Regions from separate parts of the Mus musculus genome. Here region 1 is linked to region 2. The links are chromatin contacts, called in public HiChIP or PLAC-seq maps. All regions are on one chromosome and are shown on one strand. The core of a region is the stretch at or near the end of the contact, and the rest is flanking DNA. Distances in the headings are between cores, read along the strand shown.

What was found. HiChIP or PLAC-seq counts read pairs in DNA pulled down with a chosen protein or histone mark.
Region 1: a contact with region 2 is called in an H3K27ac HiChIP or PLAC-seq map of the NIH/3T3 cell line, with 2.7 times the contacts expected there. The contact joins two enhancer-like sites. A contact is called at or near these places in 1 of 39 promoter capture datasets (the 3T3-L1 cell line), 1 of 15 datasets of contacts at CTCF or cohesin (the NIH/3T3 cell line), 9 of 484 Hi-C or Micro-C datasets (the 3T3-L1 cell line, the AML12 cell line, cortical neurons and 3 more) and 2 of 115 datasets of contacts at active chromatin or transcription factors (the NIH/3T3 cell line and embryonic fibroblasts).

What each region holds. Positions count from the first base shown.
Region 1 is chr13:70,782,209-70,786,141 of GRCm38.p6, forward strand. The region is part of intron 9 of Adamts16 (a disintegrin-like and metallopeptidase (reprolysin type) with thrombospondin type 1 motif, 16); the gene reads right to left. Among named protein-coding and RNA genes, the nearest start is that of Gm36529, 56 kb to the right of the region's middle. Within about 2 kb of position 1,888, at least 11 of the 459 cell types and tissues checked have an H3K27ac peak or open chromatin away from gene starts, as enhancers often do. A contact at or near this core is called in the NIH/3T3 cell line, where this site is marked.
Region 2 is chr13:70,711,448-70,715,424 of GRCm38.p6, forward strand. It overlaps Gm36607 (a long non-coding RNA gene), which reads left to right. Exons shown (of 5, transcript XR_382639.3): 4 at 189-363. Among named protein-coding and RNA genes, the nearest start is that of Gm36607, 7.3 kb to the left of the region's middle. Within about 2 kb of position 2,079, at least 55 of the 459 cell types and tissues checked have an H3K27ac peak or open chromatin away from gene starts, as enhancers often do. A contact at or near this core is called in the NIH/3T3 cell line, where this site is marked.

The DNA.
Region 1 (3,933 bases), core at 638-3,137, 71 kb after region 2:
ACTGAGTGAATGGGGAACACTTGATGCCCTGAAAGAGGAAGCAGAACCAGTGGCATGGGGATGGTGTCCGTCCTTGTCCTGATCTGTAATTACAGTAAAAATTCAAACATGTCATTCTATGGCTATGAACGCTGGCTCTCGAATTTGTGTGAAGACTAAAGAGATCCACAATAATGTGCACAGAATTTAAGGATAAGAACAAAGCTGAAGGATCATACCTCCCAATTTTAAGACTTTGTGGAAACTCACAATAATCATCAAAAGGTTGTAGTGCCAAAAGAACAGATAACTCCATCAGTGGGGCAAAACAGTCCAGCACAGAAAGAGTCCCATATAGATGTGCTGAACTAACCCTTAACAAGTGAAGCTTGAGCTGAAGGGGTCTGCAACCCTATAGGTGCAACCCTATAGGTGGAACAACAATATGAACTAACCAGTACCCCCAGAGCTCGTGTCTCTAGCTGCATATGTAGCAGAAGATGGCCTAGATTGTTAGTCTTGCAAATTTTATATGCCCCAGTACAGGGGAACGCCAGGGCCAAGAAGTGGGAGTGAGTGGGTAGGGAAGCAGGTGGAGGGGGAGGGTATAGGGAACTTTTGGGATAGCATTTGAAATGTAAACGAAGAAAATATGTAATAAAAAATTGAAAAAAAAAAACAAATGAAGCTTGAGTAACCAGATATCCACATATAAAATCACATCGATATTCTCAATACATTTTCTGGTATAATATTTGCTATAAGCTTATGGTGGTTAAACTCCTGTCATCTTCACAGAAGCTCAGATGTACAGGTGAGACAGAATAGAGGCTCGAGAGATATATCAGTCCTACACTGTTAGCTAACTTTTAAAACATTTCACAAAACTCAATGCAAAATAACTTTGGCTGTCACGTAAAATGGTCCAATTTTTTAAATTACTTTTAGACGTTATACGTTCATACAATAAAAATGAAGGCACTAAATCAGTGTCTACTTAACTACGACAAATCTCTAATACATGTTTCTCATGAGTCATTTCACAAGTTGGAAAGAAGAGGAAAAAGTAACCCTCAGAGCTCTGCGTTAAGAGACACCATTGCTGGTGAGGTATTGGCTAGGGAAGACTGAGGTGTCTATATCGAGGCTCTGTAGCCTCACCTGAGAGAAGTTCCAGGCTTTGGCCACCATAGAAAACCCAGTGAGTCACATCGTCACTGTCTGTGTGCTACACAAGAACAGAAATAACCTGAAAACAATTGTTGGGGCCAGAGACAGGTTGAGGGTATCTCAGAACCCTTCACCATTCCAATGACTGCATCATATACCATAAAGAACTTGGTATTGTTCAGCTTAGTCATAGCACCTTATTCCAAGAAAGAAAGTGGGAGGTCTCAGAAAACATAAATATGCTAACTCAGATGCTTTCAAGAGGTGAGTTTAGATAAATGCGGCTCTACCCGCTAATGCTAACTCATCCTCTATCTTCCTGTCCCTACGTGGTAGACTTGTTGTCTCGTTTTGTATCTTCAACATGAGCGACAGGCATGGCTGGCATTCCTAATATGAATGCTGGACAGCATCTGGATATAATAAAAAAGGAAATCATCCCAATGATGTCTCAGTGGGAATCCCATTCTCTCACCCACCAAACAGCACTCACCATGACAGGGGAGCCTACTCTCTCTTGCATCTACAGTCCCTCAAAGTGGTTCCTGTCCCATGCATAATGCGCTAAACTCACAGACCCACACTGGTGAGAGGGCTGCCATGGGCTCTGCTCTATAGGACAGGATTGTAAATAGAGAAAATAATAAACTGAAGACGACGAGTCCGTGTTGTGAAATGCATCATGGCAGGGGAGAGTCTCCCCGTCACTGACTTCTGGATGTAGACATGAGTAACTGGATGGCAGGCCAGAGTCTCCCTGGGTCATGGACCTGATTTAGACATGAGTAACTGAAGAGCTCTGTGTTTATTAATGGGAAGTGACACATGACTTCACTGGGCAGATTTTCCAAACAAGTATCTGTCTTTCTCGACTCCACCGAAAACAGAAAAGCAGTGCTGGCCACCCCAGGACCTTCAAGCTCCTTTAGTACATGTTTTTCCATTTCCCACATGCTGGGCTGCTGGAGGACAGCAACAGCATCTTACTCATGGCTGGGACTGTGTCCCAGTGGCCACCTAATGGTGAAAGATATAATGCTATTTGGATGATTGGAGATCAGGGAGCCAGCAAGCTCGCCAGACAGGCAGGCAGGCAGCCTGGGGTTCCTTACTGCCGAAAATGCTAGGTTTCACGCATGTGAGACTGTTTAATATGAAATTCTGTTTTCAGTTTAAATGAAACTCTGTACAGTTTGATATTAAGAAGTTACAGCGTAAATATTATAACATTTATTTATAAGTAAAAACAGTCTATGGAAATTAGTAAAGTCGCTGAAGATAGTTTCATTTAAAAAAATCGTTGGCTATTTTATTGATTACCAGAAAGCAAAACCAGGGTGCTTCAACATCTACTTTTCCTCTTTCAGTATTGGTGAACAAAACTGGATTTTAATTATAGAATCTTAATAGTTTTGAGAACAACGTTCTGATTTGAAGATTACCGCAACCGGGCAGCAGTTTCTTTACCATGAGTCTTCATTACCTTCCTTTGGCCTCTTTCATGATATCCAAATTTTCATTCTCTAATTTTCCAAGCTGTCAGATGATAATTTAAACGTCTAAAAACGTTGATGTGCTTGTCTCATAGACATAGAAGTGAAAGAGAGCTTTGTAAAATGTGGGACAAGAACCAGAAAATTTGGAAAATATGTTGAGTCAATCCAAATCTTCCCTGCTAATACAAGTAAGAGCAGAGCCACTCTAAAAGGGCAAACTCTTCCTCACTACTGAAAGTTTCACTCACACTGGAAAAAGAAAGAACTAAAGACACTCCATCCACCCCTAGCATGTTGTGGGAATCACAGAAAACTCCCAGTGGAGGGAACCAGGACAGGAAAGTCCAAATGAGGGCCAACCACAAGGCCAATCAGTGCTGCTCTCCACTGCTCAGAGCAGCCTGTTTCAAGTGGCAGCAGCTACCTTGGGTGTTATAACTGGTCAAAGTCCAAATGTAAGTGGCTGTGAGTGCTCGGCTCTAAGTGGGATATCAAATCAGCCCCTCTAAGCCCTTAGGGAACAACCATGAAAGAGGGTACAGAAAGAATGTATGACCCAGGGAATGCAGAGTGTGGGAGGGAGGTGGGGTTTTATGAACCACTGATGTCCTTTTGAAACGGCATGGCTACTACATCCATGAACTCATGGAAACCGTGGTTCCTTGCAAAAGACAAGACGGGCACCAGTTGACTTCCCAGCATGGAGTCTGTACTGGCTAGTTTTGTGTCAACTTGACACAGCTGGAGTTAGCACAGAGAAAGGAGCTTCAGTTGAGGAAATGCCTCCATGAGATCCAACTGTAAGGCATTTTCTCAATTAGTGATCAAGGGGGAAAGGCCCCTTGTGGGTGGGACCATCTCTGGGCTGGTAGTCTTGGGTTCTATAAGAGAGCAGGCTGAGCAAGCCAGGTGAGGCAAGCCAGTAAAGAACATCCCTCCATGGCCTCTGCATCAGCTCCTGCTCCCTGACCTGCTTGAGTTCCAGTCCTGACTTCCTTTGGTGATGAACAGCAGCATGGAAGTGTAAGCCGAATAAACCCTTTCCTCCCCAATTTGCTTCTTGGTCATGATGTTTGTGCAGGAATAGAAACCCTGACTAAGACAGAGTCCCAGCTCCCTCGAGGATGTTAGTCATTTAAAGATCATTGTGGGGAAGCAGAACCATTTTCTTCAGTGGCGTGGCCACTATTAACTTATCCATGTCCCAATAGATAACCCTTAACCTAGCAAACAGAAGATATCCGAACTAAACTCAGTGAGTCACAAAATTAAACCACCACCACCACCA
Region 2 (3,977 bases), core at 829-3,328:
TTAAGGCTGGCTGAATAGGAATTGTGGATCTTACCTGTGGCCAGTAAGATCATGGACTATGGCTCAGAGCAGAAGAGAACTTACTATTGTTACTGTCCTAAATAGTATAATGCCTAACTTCATTCTCTCTCTCTCTCTCTCTCTCTCTCTCTATATATATATATATATATATATATATATCCCCACAGGTAAGAATAGCTCTTTCTTCTCAACAAAGAAGCTTCTTTTTACAACAGATGGAGACCATTACAGAAACCCACACAGTGCAGAGAACATATGACAGTGCATTATCCCACCATAATGGGTACATCTCAGTGACAGACTATGAATCTAGTCACACTTCTGCTGGTATCTTGGGTGCAGGTAGGTACGCATGGTACAGTCTGTTACTCTGGGACTTCTTAGTAGTTTAATGAAGAAACAGTCCAGTAAGGAAGGGCATCACACCTGGGTGCAGAAGGGGTGCGGGTGGGAGCGATAGCCCAGAGCCAAGAGAGCTAAGCAGCTCCAGCCTCGGCCCCAAGTGGGGGTTACTTTTCCTGTGGCTTAGTCAACATCAAGAGTGTTGCAGGGGCAGAGGGAGAAGATAGCAAGAGTTCTGACTCATGGAGGCAACTGAGTATTCACACGGGAGGATAAGACACAGAAAATGTCGTGGGAATACTTATATTGCTTAGGTCCCTCAAGAAGAGGGATTGCATACCAGGCCACAAGGACGACACACAGAGACACTTGTGGGGCCAGGAGGCAGGAAGGAGGAGGAATGGGAGAGCCCTTGCTGCATTTGTGTCAGATAGGCAGGTGACAAAAGGCCATGTTGTGGTTGGTTTGGGGACTCTGGGCTCCAAGGGGTCATCTGTAGTAGATGACAGGACAGATGCTGGCTTAGTATGGGAGCTAAAGATGGTGGCTTCATCCCAGGAAAGCCCTTTACTCTCTAGTTGAGCAGTCCTGTGAGGGGCAGACTCTGCAGTTAGTAAAGAGTCAAGAGGCAGAAAGCAAGAATGTTTTCTCCTCCCTAACAGCTCTCCCCAGGGACATTGATCATCCCTTCAGTGGCTCTGTCACAGGGGCTGTCTCTAGTCCTGAGTACCCAGGATGGTGTTGGTGTAGTCTGACCCCTTCCTCTGTGGGACACTAGGAGGCACAGACTGACTTTTGTCCCATCTTCTTTCCTTCCTTCCTTCCTTCCTTCCTTCCTTCCTTCCTTCCTTCCTTCCTTCCTTCCTTCCTTCCTCCCTCCCTCCCTCCCTCCCCCTTCCCTGCCTCTTTTCCTTCCTTTCCTCCCACCAGATATCCCTTTCCTTCATCGCCTCTCCTCTCTTCATTCCTTCCTTTCTCCGTCCCCACCTCTCTTTTCCTTTCTTCCTTCCTTCCTTCTTTCTTTCTTTCTTTCTTTCTTTCTTTCTTTCTTTCTTTCTTTCTTTCTTTCTTTCTTTCTTTCTTCCTCCCTCCCTCTCTCCCTTCCTTCTTCCTTCCTTCCTTCTTCCCTCCCTCCCTCCCTCTTTCCTTCCTTTTTTTTTCTTTCTTTCTTTTTTTAACTCTTTGAGTGTTTGCTTGCAAGTCTGTGTACTACCTGCATGCAGTGCCTGTGGAGGCCCCAAGAGAGAATCAGATACCTAGAACTGGAGTTACAAATCATAGCCTCCTCTTGGAGGCTGGGAATTGAGCTCCATGTCTTTAGAAGAGCAATCAGTGCTCTTAACCACAGAACTATCTCTCCATCCTCAGCCCATCAATCCTTAATGTTGCTTGTTTTTAGATTATTATTTTTTCTCAAAATAAATTCCTCATCAGTTTTAGGGGCTGGATACATGGGTAGTACTCATGAATCAAAGGTCATTTGTTTCTGTCCCTTCTCTCCTAAGCCATTCAGTTCTAGTCGCTAAGAACCCACACACATTGCAGGAAAGATGGCAGAGAGACAGAGAACAAAGCTATAAGGATCCATCTGTGACTGATTTACATACACTTAGAGATAAACCAATCAGAATCCACTATGAGGAGAAGTCAGGAAAGGGTGAGCTGTAGCCTTCTGGGAATGTGAAAGGTCCCATGCCGTGTGAAGGCAGAGTAATTTTGAGATGAGTCATGTTAACAGGAAACAAATGCATATAAGATCCCACCAATGAAGGTGGCTGGAGCAGGGCCTGGTGGGACGGAACTCAGGGTGTGAGTGGGCAGGCTGGGAAACTATGCTAATGTTTAGCTTCATCTGTCCGAATTCCCTTGTTGCTAATAGTAGTCTTGCTACCCCATCACAGCAAACTTAACCTGCGTGGGTTGGTGGATGAATTGCTGGCCTCAGTTGTGTAGATTTGAGATTCACTCCTGCCTCTATCTTCCTACCTTATCAAGGACTTGGTTCTCTGGAGACCCACTCAGTTCTCTTCTGACCTTAGACCCTTCTCAGGGAGAGGAAATGCCAAAATGAAGACACCGAGCTCTTTGGGCTTTACTACAAGCCCTAGTGATACAACTCAAAGAGACCAATTGATAATTGCTTTGTAAAGTTGGACACTGAGAGCAATTTATGTCTCACCATGAAATACAGCAATCAACACCAAAAGGGCTTTTCTTCAGACAGGGTTTAATGGTGTTTTTGATTAAAGGGAAACATGATGGTAGCTTTGCTTGTGAGCTCTAGAGTTGACCCTGAGAACTGACTACAGAATCTCCCTTCCCTTCCATAGAAACCCCAGGGGACATTTAGACTTGTTCCTTCCAGAATCCAAGTCTGTTGCATCTAAGAAGGAAGATGAGTGGGCACTGTTCTTAACTCCGTTAGCATTGCTATGGTTACTGAGATCCGTTGACTGCAGAGGTACAAGGGCGGTGTGCTATGCATCTTCCCAGCCACCACTGTGCTTGCGCAGTTCTGCTCTGTACCTTCCCAGTCATCACACTGCAGTTGCACCTGTGCAGCTCTGACTGGGGGCCCAAGATCCTGAAGGGGGGGAACGACGATTACAGCCTGTCTGTCTGCTGATGAAGCAGGCTCTCTTTGATTCATAAGAGGCAAAAGTCACAATGGATAATTCATGAGCTGACTAAAGACTCATCCTCATGAAATCATGTATGTGGCTGAGCCTTCCTTCCATCCAGGCTAGGTCGTTATGCACAATGTTGTTATGAATATTCATAAGGTTTTTCAGTGAATGTGTTTTCAATTTCCTTGAGCTTATACATAGAACTTTGTTCTACTGCTGTGTCATGTGATAAATCTGTTGCAATTTTTGAAGGTCTGCCAATTGATTTCCAGAGGGGCTACAGCATTTTGCATTCTTAATACTTGGCACTTAAAGACTTTATAATGAACTTGTTATTGTAGCTCTGCTCGTGGGTGTGAAGTGCCGACTCACTGTGGTTCCCTGATGGTTACTAATATTTGCCAGCTTGTTATCTTGTTGTTGACCATTTGTAGGTCTTTAGAAAAACACTTTAGATTTTTCTTTCCATGTATAGCTTTTTTTCCCAATTTGACCTATTTGCCCTTATATTGTTATTTTAAAAGTTTTTTATACATTTCTGGATAGTAGGCCTGGTCTTCATCTTTGGGAGCCATTACATTATATTTTGGCTCAGGATGTCGGTAGGGCACAGTAAGTGCATTAAGTTGGCAATATCATTAAACTAAAAGCACACTTCATGCATCTAGTCACATGAACGTCATGCTTAAGCTAGGCCATATCATATGTATTCTGAGCACGTAGTTTAGCCCACAGGTAGAGCTAGTCATGTAGCATGAAGCCTGCATTGCGCACATCATGATGATGTGCTGTGTGGTTCATGTAACTTACTCAGTGCCATAGCAAAACGGAAACCAGTGCAAGTGCTCGGGGATAGTTTTGCATCACCATAAAGTTGAAGACATTTGCTGGATCACTGTGACAGAGATATCTCTTCTACCTTAGACTGAGAAATGAACAAATCACAGTGTTGGTGTCACTGTTCTGGGGTCTGAGAAGTTTGAGAGT